Linked DNA regions of Muntiacus reevesi: region 2 is linked to region 1. Evidence: chromatin contacts called from public Hi-C data. All regions are on one chromosome and are shown on one strand. Each heading gives the region's core, a stretch centred on a gene start, on an enhancer-like site or on the middle of the called end of the contact. The rest is flanking DNA. Distances are from core to core; before and after follow the strand shown.

Region 1 (6,153 bases), core at 440-2,939:
ACTTGACAGTCCTGAGACTAGACCCTGAATGCTGAGAACACTGCCCTCCACCCAACCCCTAATTACAGGGCAGAGACGGGGAAGTGGGTGTCTTAGAGGGGAGGGCAGAGTTGGTGAGGCGCAAGAGTGGGGAAGTACAGCCTGTGAGCTGAGACTTGGCCATGACCCCTGGTTGTCAACACACAAATGCACTTTCCTGATCCCAACCTGCTGTGTGAGTTTGGGAAAGTCCCAACCTTCTCTGAGTCCCTGCTTCCCAGCTCTCTCCAAACTCAATTCCTAAGGATCCTCCAGCTCCTAACTGAGTGGCACCCTTTCTGCTGCCCCCGGGTGGCCTTTACTTCCTCTTCCTCCCTGTTGTGCCCAGTCCCTGCTGCCCAGCTCCAGTGGTTCAAGCGTCATCCTTACTCTTGGAACCTGCAGTCCTAGGCCTGCTCTGCCCTCTGACTCAGGCAGGCCTGAACTTTGGGATCTAAGCAGGTGACCTGGGTGGTTTTGCCCCATGATCGTGCTTTGACCTTTGGCATGTCCACCTGGTCCCTCCCTCCTCCATGGCACACACCTGTCCCCAGTCCTAGGGCAGCCCAGGAAATGCAAGGGACCAGGTTTTTCAGAGAAGGCAGCAGGTGCTCGCTTCGGCAGCACACATACTAAAATCAGAGAAGGCATTAGCACTGCACCAAGGGGCTTCTCATCTAACATGAGATGGCCCAGAGAGGCAGCCCTTCCACCCCTCCAGCTCCTCTCTAGGTAACAGCCCAGTCCTGGCTGGGAAAGGTCCACCCCATCTGACCTTCCAGGCCATACATGCACAGACCTGTTTTACTGAAGGAAATTTGTTCTAAAGGACAAGTGGACTCACTGAAGCCACTTAGTGAACCTCCCAGCATCCCTTATACCTAGTTCACTTTGCATGTGTTCGTTTCCCAAGTTGTGTCCGACTCTTTACAACCCTATGGGCTACAGCCCGTCAGGCTACTCTGTCCATGGGATTCTCCAAGCCAGAATACTGGAGTGGGTTGCCAGTTCCTTCTCCAGGGGATCTTCCTGACCCAGGGATCAAACCCAGGTCTTCACATTACAGGCAAATTCTTTATCATCTGAGCCACCAGGGAAGCCCTGGTTCTCTTTAGGGATGGGGAAATCACCCCTTCCTCAGAAGGTATGGGGCCTAACTGTAACTGAGATAGGTTTGTAGGAATTTGCCCTCACCAGCTGCAACCGAGAATGAGGGAACAGACCAAGGAGCCCTTCTCCAGCCTCCTAACGCAACTGTACTAGCCAAGAGAGTCACATATTTAATATCAACACTTCTAAGCCTTACGACACCACCATTATGATATAATTTAATCCCAGTTTTACCGAAATGAGGAAACTAAAGCTCAGGAGGTCAAGTGGCGGGCACAAGTTCACAGAGCTAAAGAGTGGCAATGAATGAAGGGTCTAACGGAGGCGTGTGATGGGCGCGCCGGGCGATGGCTTCGCGGAGAGCGGCGGGTACAGAGTGTGCAGAGCGCCGGGGGCCCGGTCCCCGGAGGGCTGGCAGAGCCAGGCCCTCTGCACCCCGGGGCTCAGCGGAGCACAAGCTCCCAGAGGCGCGGCCCGGCTCTGCCCCTGCTGCGCGGGCCGCCCCGCCTCCGCTCCGCCCCCAGCCCGCCCCGCCCGGGACCGCAGACGGCGCCCGGCGGCGGCGCGAACAGCAGCGAGGAGGGTGGCTCCCGGCTCGGTGCTCACCGCGACTTCCCGCGCAGGGCCCGGCCGGACCAGGACGCGCGTCCTCAGCGGCGCTGGAGGATGCGGCCGCGGTGCCGGGCAGCAGCAGCGGGAAGCCGGGTGCCCTGAAGGTAGGAGCTCGCCCACTCGGCGGGCGCGGAAACTTGGGCCGAGTTTGCGGGCGGCGCGTGGGGAAGGGGCGGGTGGCGCTGCCCCAGGGCGCCCCTACCGGCCGGTCCCGGGATGGAGCGAGCTGGGCCTGGGCCGAGGTGGCGTGGCTCCTACTTGCCGCGGAGGGGGGCCCCCGGCGGGCGGGCTGCGGGCAGGGGTCGCGCCGCTGCCCCGACTTTCCCTGGATTTCGAGGCGCCGGGGGCCTGGTAGCGCTCTGGAGGCCGGGTGACGGATCCGGCGCGGGGCTGGAGAAGAGGAGCTAAGGCCGAGCCCTCGGGCCTCCCGCGGGGCCCGGCTCACGTGGACGGCCCGGGCGGAGATGAGGGGGCGGCGGGGGCCTGGCCTGGGGGGCGCCTGGCACTGAGACGCCTTGGGGCCCTGGACGCGCCCTGCTGGGACGGGACGGCCCTGCGGTTTCCTCGCTAAGTCTTGACTCACCCTCTGGCCGCAGCCCAGGCTGGCGGGATCGCCCCGAGGCGGTGGCTGCCCGAACTCTGCTGCCGGGCCGCCCCCTGCCCCGGCCCTCCCGCCAGTTTTTAGATGTCGGTTCGTGGGACCCGGTGCGCCGGCCTGCCTGCGTGCACACGTGTGCGGGGCCCCGAGCGAGGGGAGAATACAGTTCTGGAGGGGCGTGTGTGCAGATACGGGCCAGGCACGTACTTGCAGGCACGGGTTTGCATGGGTGGCGGCCTGTGTATCGGCCTGCTGGGGTGCACGTGCGCCCCAGCGCTGCCGGGCAGGGCATGGGGACACCCGGAAGCCGCGGGGCCGGGTGCAGCGGCAGCCCCAAAGCCAGGTCGGTTGAGGGCCGCAAGCACGAGTTCAGGGCGAGGCAGGTAGAGGACAGGGGGGTGGAGCGGTTCCCGCCACCCTTCCCCCACCGCTAGCGCCTAGGCTGCCCCTAGATGCGGTTGTAGCGTAGGCAGGGCCCAAAACCTCAGCCGGGGGAGGTGTGAGAACACGGGAAGGAGAGCCGATTCAGCCTTTCAGAGGCGCTGGCCACAGCTGGGCAGGATCGCTCTCTTCCTGGTCTTGCCCAATGTCTACCCGGAGACCCCTTAGGCGTTGGAACTGGGCCAGGGAGCTGTTTCCGCCCCCTGCTGTTTAGGGCAGGGATGGCACGGCGGCGGTGGGCTCCTCTCCCGGGCGCTGCTTGAGAATGGTCCTCCCAGCCCAGCTCCAACCTCAGTCAGGAAGACGCTGGGTGGCCCCAAGGGTGATGTGGCCCTGCTCCCTGGAGACCTGCCCTTCTCCAAACAATTGCTTGCCTCTTCGAGTGTGTGAGGGAAGGAGGCACCTACATTTGGGCTTAGTGTGGAGAAGGGCCTTGCTTGAGGGAGTGTGTGCTGGGCTCTCTACCTCCTAATGGCAGGAGGTCGTGTTATCCCCATACCCTTCATAGCCCTCTGCTGCTTCCCTGGAGCCCTCATATCTCCCCCACAGACTTGGGGGTCCCAAGTGGCCTCACCTTTATTGGATGAGTCCCAGGGGTGTCGCAGGAAGTCCCCAGGGCAAAGGGCACACAATGGGCAGAGCCCAGGAGAGAATGGCTCTTGGGGCTGGGGGTGGGTATGGAGACGGTCCCAAGGAGTGTATGGGGGAAGTGAGACTAGAGCCCACACTTAATTAACGCAGAGCTCCCCAAGGGCAGGGGTCTCAACCCCCCCCCCCCCCCCAAACTGTACAACCACTTCTTGCAAAGCCGCGGTGCACTGGGATGGGAGGCTTTCCCCTTGGGATGCAGCCGCCTGTTGTAGGGTACTGCCATCGGTATTGTTGCCCCGATGCCCCTTCCTGTTTTCTTGGGAGCATCCACTTCTTCAGGCTTGTCTGAGGTTGGATTCTGGCCAGGAGGTGAGACAACTCTGTTGCCTGGCTTCCTTGGTGGCACTTAGGCTGGAATAAGGGTGGTCACTGGCCCCCATAATACCCTTGACTTTTCTTGGCACATTTTCAAAATGTGCCAGTCTAACTCTGAGCCTATGGTTGTCATTGGTCACCAGCTGAAGGGAGAGAGCTGCAGGGGTGAGGGGGGTGGAGGTTGGTCTTGGCTTGGTGACAGAAACCTGTGACACCTGGCCCAGGGCCTAATCATAGCAAGATTGAGCTGATTCATCCTTCCTAAGCCACCTGAGGGTTTCGGGGAACAGGGCACTGGGGGAGGTAGAAGCAGGTCAGTGTGGTTCTAGCAGACTGGCCTCAGATGACCTCTCCTGGGCCACGGGGTACCTGCTGCCTTGAGGAAATCCACGTTGACCTCTGGGCCTTGGTCCCAATCCTTGCTTGGCCTTGCTTGGGGACTTTAGAGTCTTTCTCAGGCACTCAGTTTTTCCTTCAGTACAAGGGGGTCGTTGCCAACTAGCACTCTGTGACCCGTGGAAGCTCCCTCCGTGGACACTGACAGCCTCTCGTCTCCCCACCTGCTCCATGGTCCTGTGCTGCCCCCATGAGCCTTGGGGCAACTGCAGCTTGGGGGCTGGGATGGACACAGGCTCTGCTCTCCTGCACTTTTGTGGGCGCTTCCTGTTGGTGCCACAGCGCCATCTGCTGGACAGTCTTTGCTCTCCTGCTGGGGTTCGTTCTAGGGTGAGGGTGGGGGTTAGACCAAAGGGTCCCCTGGGCCACCTCTCCTGGGGACTCCTACTGTCTGAAACCAAGCCAGTATGTGTCCTTCTGGGCCTAGGGACTTGGTTCCAGGTCTGGCTCTGCCATTTTTCAATAAGACTGACAGGTCAGAAAGTGAGATCTAGAGTGTCACAGCAAACCTGGATTTGTAGACAATGCCTGATTCCACACCTTGGCTGCTGTAGGAATCTGGAAGTCACTGTGGCATCTGAGACTTAAGAGCTTGTAGTGGGAAGTAGGAAGCCTGCTTCTCATCCCATCTCTTCCATCAATGACTTTGGGATGAACAGGACTGCTCATCTATATATGGATGGAAGTAGGAGCAGGAGGAGTAGCCAAGCAAAGTGATCCTCAGACTGTGCTCCCCAGAGTCTGAAACTTCAGAAGGGGTCTTGGGAGTCATGTGGAGTAAAGCTGAACTGAAGGGACTCCTGGAGTGGGGGTGGGGGTATAGTAGAGCTGCTGTGTAAGAATTCTTTAAGCAAAGGGTTTTACAGCTTTAGAAACAAAGTTGGCTTATATATGCATTCATTCATCCATACACAAATGGATGATGTACTTAGCATATATAAATCCATACATGAATGGGTGTACTTAGTATCCATACGTGATTGTACTTGGCATCTACTAAGTGCCAAGTTCTTAGGCATGGCAGTGAGCCAGCAAGAACAGCAGCTCTCTGTTGCTTGTCTGTGGCCTGTTTTTTTTGACAGCCGCTGCCTCTCTTCTTCTCTCTCCCAGGTCAGCATTTGAGTAGCTGGGGCCCTGGAGGGCTTGAAGCTTTCACAGTGATGGCGGAGAAGCGGCCCCTGGGGACCCTGGGGCCTGTATTGTATGGGAAGCTGCCCCGCCTAGAGGCAGACTCCGGGCCCGCCCACAGCCTGCCGCCCTCTGCTGGTAACCAGGACCCCTGCAGCTACAAGGGTGCCTACTTCTCCTGCCCCATGGGGGCGCCTCCTAAGACAGGGTCTGAGCGATTGGCATCTTGGACCCCATACCCACCCTTGTACCCTACCAGCATGGCAGGACCCCCACTCCGAGCAAACAACCTTCTGACCAGCTGCCTGCTCTACCGGCCGCCCACAGAAAGCTCTGAGAAGGGGCAGGACTCTGGCCCGGTTGAGCTTCTGCCCTTTGGTCCCCAGTCTCACTCCTACCCAGGTCCCCCACTGGCAGCGCCCAAACCTGTCTACCGCAGCCCCCTGTGTTATGGGCTCTCGACTTGCCTGGGAGAGGGGGCACCGAAGAAGCCTCTGGATGTTGACTGGACGCTGGTGACTGGATCCTTGTTACCACCGGTGGACCCATCTTGTTCTCTGCCCCCAGCCTCTGGCAAGGGCCAGTTCCTGGATGGCACTTTCTTGCGTGGGGTGCCAGCTGGGGCATCTGACAAAGACTCCTCGGTGAGCTTCTCCCCCTGCCAGGCCTTCTTGGAGAAGTACCGGACCCTCCACGGCACAGGCTTCCTGGCCTCCAAGTATGCGAGTCCTTACTCTGGGGACCCCAAGCAGGCATTGTCCGAGGGCCCCCCGAGTCCTTGGACCCAGCTGGCTCAACCGCTAGGACCGGCCTGCCAGGACGCGGTGCCCCCGCACTATCCGCTGCCCCACCCCACACAGCCCGTGCCTTGCCCACCAGCCTGT
Region 2 (5,670 bases), core at 777-3,276, 140 kb before region 1:
CCCTAGTACCCAAAAAGAGACCCTAGGTCTAGGCTCTTCCTTTTCCTCTCTCCCCGCCCAGACCTCTGGCTCCCTTTCTCTTCCTCTCTTTGGTAACTCCAGGAGGCCTGTGGTCTAGCTGCCAGCACAGCATCCTTGACCTGTTGGATGCTCCCTCCCTTCAGCTTCCTGTCCTACCCGCCTTTGCTCTTTCCTGGCTCAGATCTGTATGGCCATGCCCTGGCTCTGCCCTTTGGAAGACCTGCTATACCTGCGTGTGGCCCAGCTTGTCGAGGCCCTGGGATGCTGCATCTCCAGGCATCTATGCACTTTCCTGGGGAGGGAACTGAATGAGCAGTGGGGGCTGGGCACAGGTTCATCTCTGCTGGATGGTCTGGCTTGAGGGTGGGGTGCAGGAAGGCTGAGGTCAGTTCTAAGGTCAGGTCTTTGGCCAGTAACCTGCTTTTGCATTCTGCTGGTGCCCACTGCCCCTCCTTGTTTCTGGGAAACACAGACCATTCTCCAACTGGCAGTTGACCTGCCTGAGCCAATGTGTCTGTCTGTGGTAACTGAGTGAACCATAATAAAGGGGAACATTTGACCCTCTGTGTCCTGCTGTGTCATGAGTCTTCATGAGGGCCTGTGTGGAGCCTCACCATGGGCTGTGGGGCATGGAAGTAGGGTGGGTCCAGTGGGCCTGTCGCCTGTCATTCCCAGAGGTCAAAAGTCACACACTTCTGTGTGGTTCTTTCTCTGAGGCAGCCTTGAAATTGCTACAGAGGCCTTCTGCCTGTTAGGAGGAGTTCTGAGTTTCCTGAGGAAGAGCTGAATTCACCTGCTGCAGTTAAAGATCCCCCATGCTGCAACTAAAAGACTTCGCATGCAGCATCTAAGACCTGCCACAGTCAAAAAAAAAATTTTTTTTTAATTAAAATAAAAAACATAGAAGATAGGCTCAGTAAAAGTATTATTAAGTACTGCAGTGATAAGCAGTGTGGGTGGGGCTGGGGGGATGAGGAGGTCAGACAACTGGCAAGTCCAGATGAACACAGGAAATACCAGGAACTTGGGAACCGGTGCTCTCGGTGGGATTCCCCTAGTGGACTACAGTTCTCGGAAGGCTGAGAAGTTGACTACAACTCCCAGAAGGCTACGCGGTCGCGGAGGCAGCCTCCGACAGCCGTAAAGTTGCGTGCCAGTCGGAATCAGCGGGAGGGGCGACCGAGATAACGCGATATTTGGGGGCTGCCCCGAGACGCCCCTGGCGCGGGTGAGGAGGCTGGGGGAACCGTGGAGGCTGGTTTCCCGTGGTGGGACAAGCGGGAGGTTGGGGAAGCGTCGTTGGCGACTTTGACTTCTTTGTGTGACCTCACTTTCCGTGTTTGTGGCTGCGTGTGTCCACGAGTGTCCTCCCTCTCGTATTAGTGCCCGAGAAACTTTGTTCGCATCTGCGGGTCTGCAGGTGTGTGTGTGTGTGTGTGTGTGTGTGTGTGTGTGTGTGTGTGTGTGTGTGTGTGTGTGTGTGTGTGTGTGTGTGTGTGTGTGTGTGTGTGTGTGTCTGCAGCTGTGTGTGTGTGTGTGTGTGTGTGTGTGTGTGTGTGTGTGTGTGTCCGGTGTGTGTGTGTGTGCGGGTCTGCAGGTGTGTGTGTGTGTGTGTGTGTGTGTGTGTGTGTGTGTGTGTGTGTCCGGTGTGTGTGTGTGTGCGGGTCTGCAGCTGTGTGTGTGTGTGTGTGTGTGTGTGTGTGTGTCCGGTGTGTGTGTGTGTGCGGGTCTGCAGCTGTGTGTGTGTGTGTGTGTGTGTGTGTGTGTGTGTCCGGTGTGTGTGTGTGTGCGGGTCTGCAGCTGTGTGTGTGTGTGTGTGTGTGTGTGTGTGTGTGTGTGTGTGTGTGTCCGGTGTGTGTGTGTGTGCGGGTCTGCAGCTGTGTGTGTGTGTGTGTGTGTGTGTGTGTGTGTGTGTGTGTGTGTGTCCGGTGTGTGTGTGTGTGCGGGTCTGCAGCTGTGTGTGTGTGTGTGTCCGGTGTGTGTGTGTGTCCGGTGTGTGTGTGTGTGTCTCCGCTGCTGATCTCCGGGTTCTGTGTGTGTGTGTGTGTAGCGTTGTGTGTGTAGGGGCTGTGGAGTCTGTGGGTCCGGAGCGCTATGGACCTGTTCCCAGCTCCATCCTGAAGTAGGGCATTTATTTTTTTAAATTAATTTATTTTTAATTGAAGGATAATTTCTTTCCGATATTGTGTTGGTTTCTGCCAAACAGCAGCATGAATCAGCCATAGGTATACTATGAAGTGGTGCATTTCTGTATGTACCCTCCCATCCCTGCTTTATGCTCTTCTGCAGTTGCCTAGGGCCCTTTAATCTAGTTTAAAAGGTAGCCCTATCGGTTACCCATGTTTAACCTCTTGCCTTAAAGAAACAAAAACCATAACCCCCCGAGCCTACTTTCAAAAAGGAAAGGGGATGGCTCAAAGTACAAACCATTTTACAAGTTGATAACAATAGAAAAAGGAAAGCCCTGTGATATTGTAGTTATCCCCTGGCTCCACCTAAAAGTGTTGAATGACATTAAAAAGTGAGAGTGAAGCCAAATTTTGTCAGAGAAAAACTTCAGTGCTGCACTTCGAAGTATTGGAGACCAGTGCCAGGTAATAGGCAGGAGAGATTCCCAAGTTGGGGAAGTGATGGGTACCTTGGAGCAGAAGTTGTCATCATCTCTTCTAGTGGCTGAGAGGTAGCAGTTCCGAGTCACTTCCTTGTTAGTAGCCCCCACGTGTGAATGTAATATTAATGTGTGAGTGCTAAGCCGCTTCAGTCCTGTTGGACTCTGTGACCCTATGGACCAGGCTTCTCTGCCCATGGGATTCTCCAGGCAAGAATACTGGAGTGGGTTGCCATGCCCTCCTCCAGGGGATCTTCCCCACCCAGGGATTGAACCTGCATCTCTCACATCTCCTGCATTGGCAGGTGGGTTCTTTACCACTAGTACCACCTGGGAAGCCTGAATGTAATGTGTCCCCAACTTGTGGCCTTGAGGAACGGTGCCCAACAGGATTCCAGGAGCTGCAGAGTCAAGCCTGCCTGCTTCTGGTTTGAGAGAAGAGCAAGTCTTAGCAGAATGTCAAGACCTTGAGTTCTCCCTGAAGACTTCCTTGCCTTTCCTTGAAGGAAGGGATTTAAAGTGTTCCTGTGGCTATGCCACTCCTTTTAATAACTAGGTTTGGGGGAAGAGTGCCACTACCGGGAGCTGCTGGTGTTTCATTATTACTGGGACAGAGTTTTATTGACTGGTGGGAGATAAGGGCAGAGCAGAATCTTGGGGCCACGGGTGAGGAACTTTGACGTCAGGCCAAAGGGTCCTGGATTCCTTGCCCACCCACCCAAATTCGATTCTTTTTTCTGAGCCCCAGCTCCTGTTTGTGGCTGGGCTGGCCTGAAACCCTGATCTGGATTTTTTTTTTAAATCCCTGGTTCTGCCCTGGCTCCTCACTTGCCCATATTGTGATTGGCAAGCGTTCTGGAAACTCTCACTTAACTCTGCCCTAATTAAACTCATCAGAAAAGGAGACTTACACATCACAAGTCTACCACAAGTTGAGGCTCTTTGCTCTGTCTGGCCTTGTCTTTCTCAAAGGACAGAGAAGCTTGTCATTTTTCTGGCTGTGGCTGCATGCATGTGGCTACCTGCATGGCTGGCACCCTGGGATCTCGAGGCTCAGTAATCACAGCTTTCAGCCCTTTGGCCTCTCTGCTTACCAGCTCTCTCTGCTGCTCAGGAGTTCCTGTGAGTCCAGCAGACCTCAGGAAGATGAGGTGCTGTCTACAGCTACCTTTGAGAGTAAACATAAGGAACTCCTGCCAACTGTTGCCCTCCATGAGGCTCGCAGTTTGAGCTGATTTGACCTTGGTTTCAGATGTTGGTTAAATTATCTACTCTTTATTCCTCAAGTACATATCACCCCTCCCCCTTCTTTTCTAGAAAGATATTTAGGGTTTGGTCCTTAACAAAGATTGCTCAGCAGGCTAAGTATTAATAGGAAATCTTGGGCTGTACCACCTGCTGTGGGGAAGCAGTTGAAGTCACCAGCATGAATTCCTGCCCCAAGTTTAACTGATTGCTTTCAGTAACCTGTTCCTTATGAATGATATCAATTTGATGTGGTGGTGGTGGTAGTGGTTTAGTCGCTAAGTCATGTCTGACTCTTGCAGTCCCATGGACTGTAGCCTGCCAAGCTCCTCTGTCCTTGAGATTTTGTCCGTTTTCCTTCTCAAGGTGGTCTTCCTGACCCAGGGATCGAACCTGCATCTCCTGCATTGCAGACAGTCTTCTGCCTTACAGGCAGATTCTTTACTGTTGAGCCACCAGGAGGAGATTTTAAATTAAGTTTCTGATTTTGCAGGAATCTCTCATGTCCTAGCCCTAATTGGGTGTTAGGGTCAAGGGTCAAGGTTTGGGATTTGGCAGGTGGGTGTTTCTGGAGAGTTGAGAATGTGCCTCCTCCGGGATGCTGATCAGCACACGGATTCGTTCTGGGAAGAAGCTGGCTCAGGCCCTCTAGCCTTGTCAGCTGCCAACATGGCTCTCCGGGCCTTAGAGTAGACTCAGTTCTGCTGTGGGCAAACACGGCCCTGGCTGAGGCCCTGATGTAGGGCAGAGATTGAGATTGCTGGCAAATGAACTCTGGGGGGATGTTTTGTTCTAGGAAAGTGGCCTGTGCTTAACCTCTGTTGAAAAGAGTCTGGGCCCCTGGGAGACCCTTCTGGATAAGAGTGGTATAATCGACCCAAACATGATCCTCAACTCATGTGTATGTGTCTTGAAGTCTTAAAGGTAAAAAATGGGCAAGGGGGCCCTAAGGAGCCAAGGGGCCTGTGGAGTAAAGAGGGAGCCCTTATGGGTTGCAGCCAGATGAGTAGCCATTGAGTGACTCACTGGACTTCTTCCTCGGGGTCTGCCTTGGTGTCCCTTCCCCTTGTTGCTTCTACCCTTTTTGAGTACATCTCCCAGGATACCCTTGTACAGAGAGTCACTTAGCTCTTGTCTTTCATGCATTGACTGAGAAGGTTGCTGATGGGAGGAGCTTCAGAGATCACCTGGCCCTGTCTTTGTGTTATTCAATGAAGAGACAGGTGCAGGGAGGGAATGACCCTGAGCCAAGGTCACACAGTGGGTCAAGAGCACATGGATAGGGCCCAGGGCTCCTGATTCACAGGCCAGGTGTCTGTTCTCTGCCCAGCTCTGCTTCAGAGGGTGCAGGTGATTATCCATTCAGCAGATGGTTCAGGACCTACCGCAGGCCTGATACCTGCCTAGTGGTTGGTGTTTAAACCCGGTCAGACACTCAGAGAGCTTGCTGGTGGTGGTGGTCGTGGGAAAGTGGCGACGGAAAGGCAGGGAAACTGGTGTGTCCAGATGGAATCAATGATCACGGAAAAGGTCCATCCCACAGAAGGACCCATCTCAAATGATTTCAGGTGTGACTTCTGTTTTCTCAGCCCATGCACAAGTTCCCTGAAGACAGCAACTGTGTCTTCCATAATTCTTTTGCCTGGTGTGATCACCCTTGGTGGTGGTTGCTGATGGAATGAGTATGTTTTCCAGGTGCAGCCTGCCAGAGTGTAGGTTTCGATGCATCTGTCAGCCATATTATCGTAAACAATCACTTCTAGCAACATCTGGGGGCCAGAGGAAGAAACCAAGCA

The links. A called contact is a pair of places that touch in the nucleus more often than the background predicts.
Region 2: a Hi-C map of blood shows a contact between it and region 1, with 5 times the contacts expected there. The contact joins the promoter of PPCDC here to the promoter of C15H15orf39 in region 1. A contact is called at or near these places in 2 of 3 Hi-C or Micro-C datasets (blood and muscle).

What each region holds. Positions count from the first base shown.
Region 1 is chr15:31,501,015-31,507,167 of mMunRee1.1, reverse strand. C15H15orf39 (chromosome 15 C15orf39 homolog) reads left to right here and starts at 1,689. Exons shown (of 3, transcript XM_065906732.1): 1 at 1,689-1,844; 2 at 5,252-6,153. The coding sequence starts at 5,302.
Region 2 is chr15:31,640,101-31,645,770 of mMunRee1.1, reverse strand. PPCDC (phosphopantothenoylcysteine decarboxylase) reads left to right here and starts at 2,026. Exons shown (of 6, transcript XM_065906030.1): 1 at 2,026-2,934. SCAMP5 (secretory carrier membrane protein 5) reads left to right here. Exons shown (of 7, transcript XM_065906179.1): 7 at 1-580.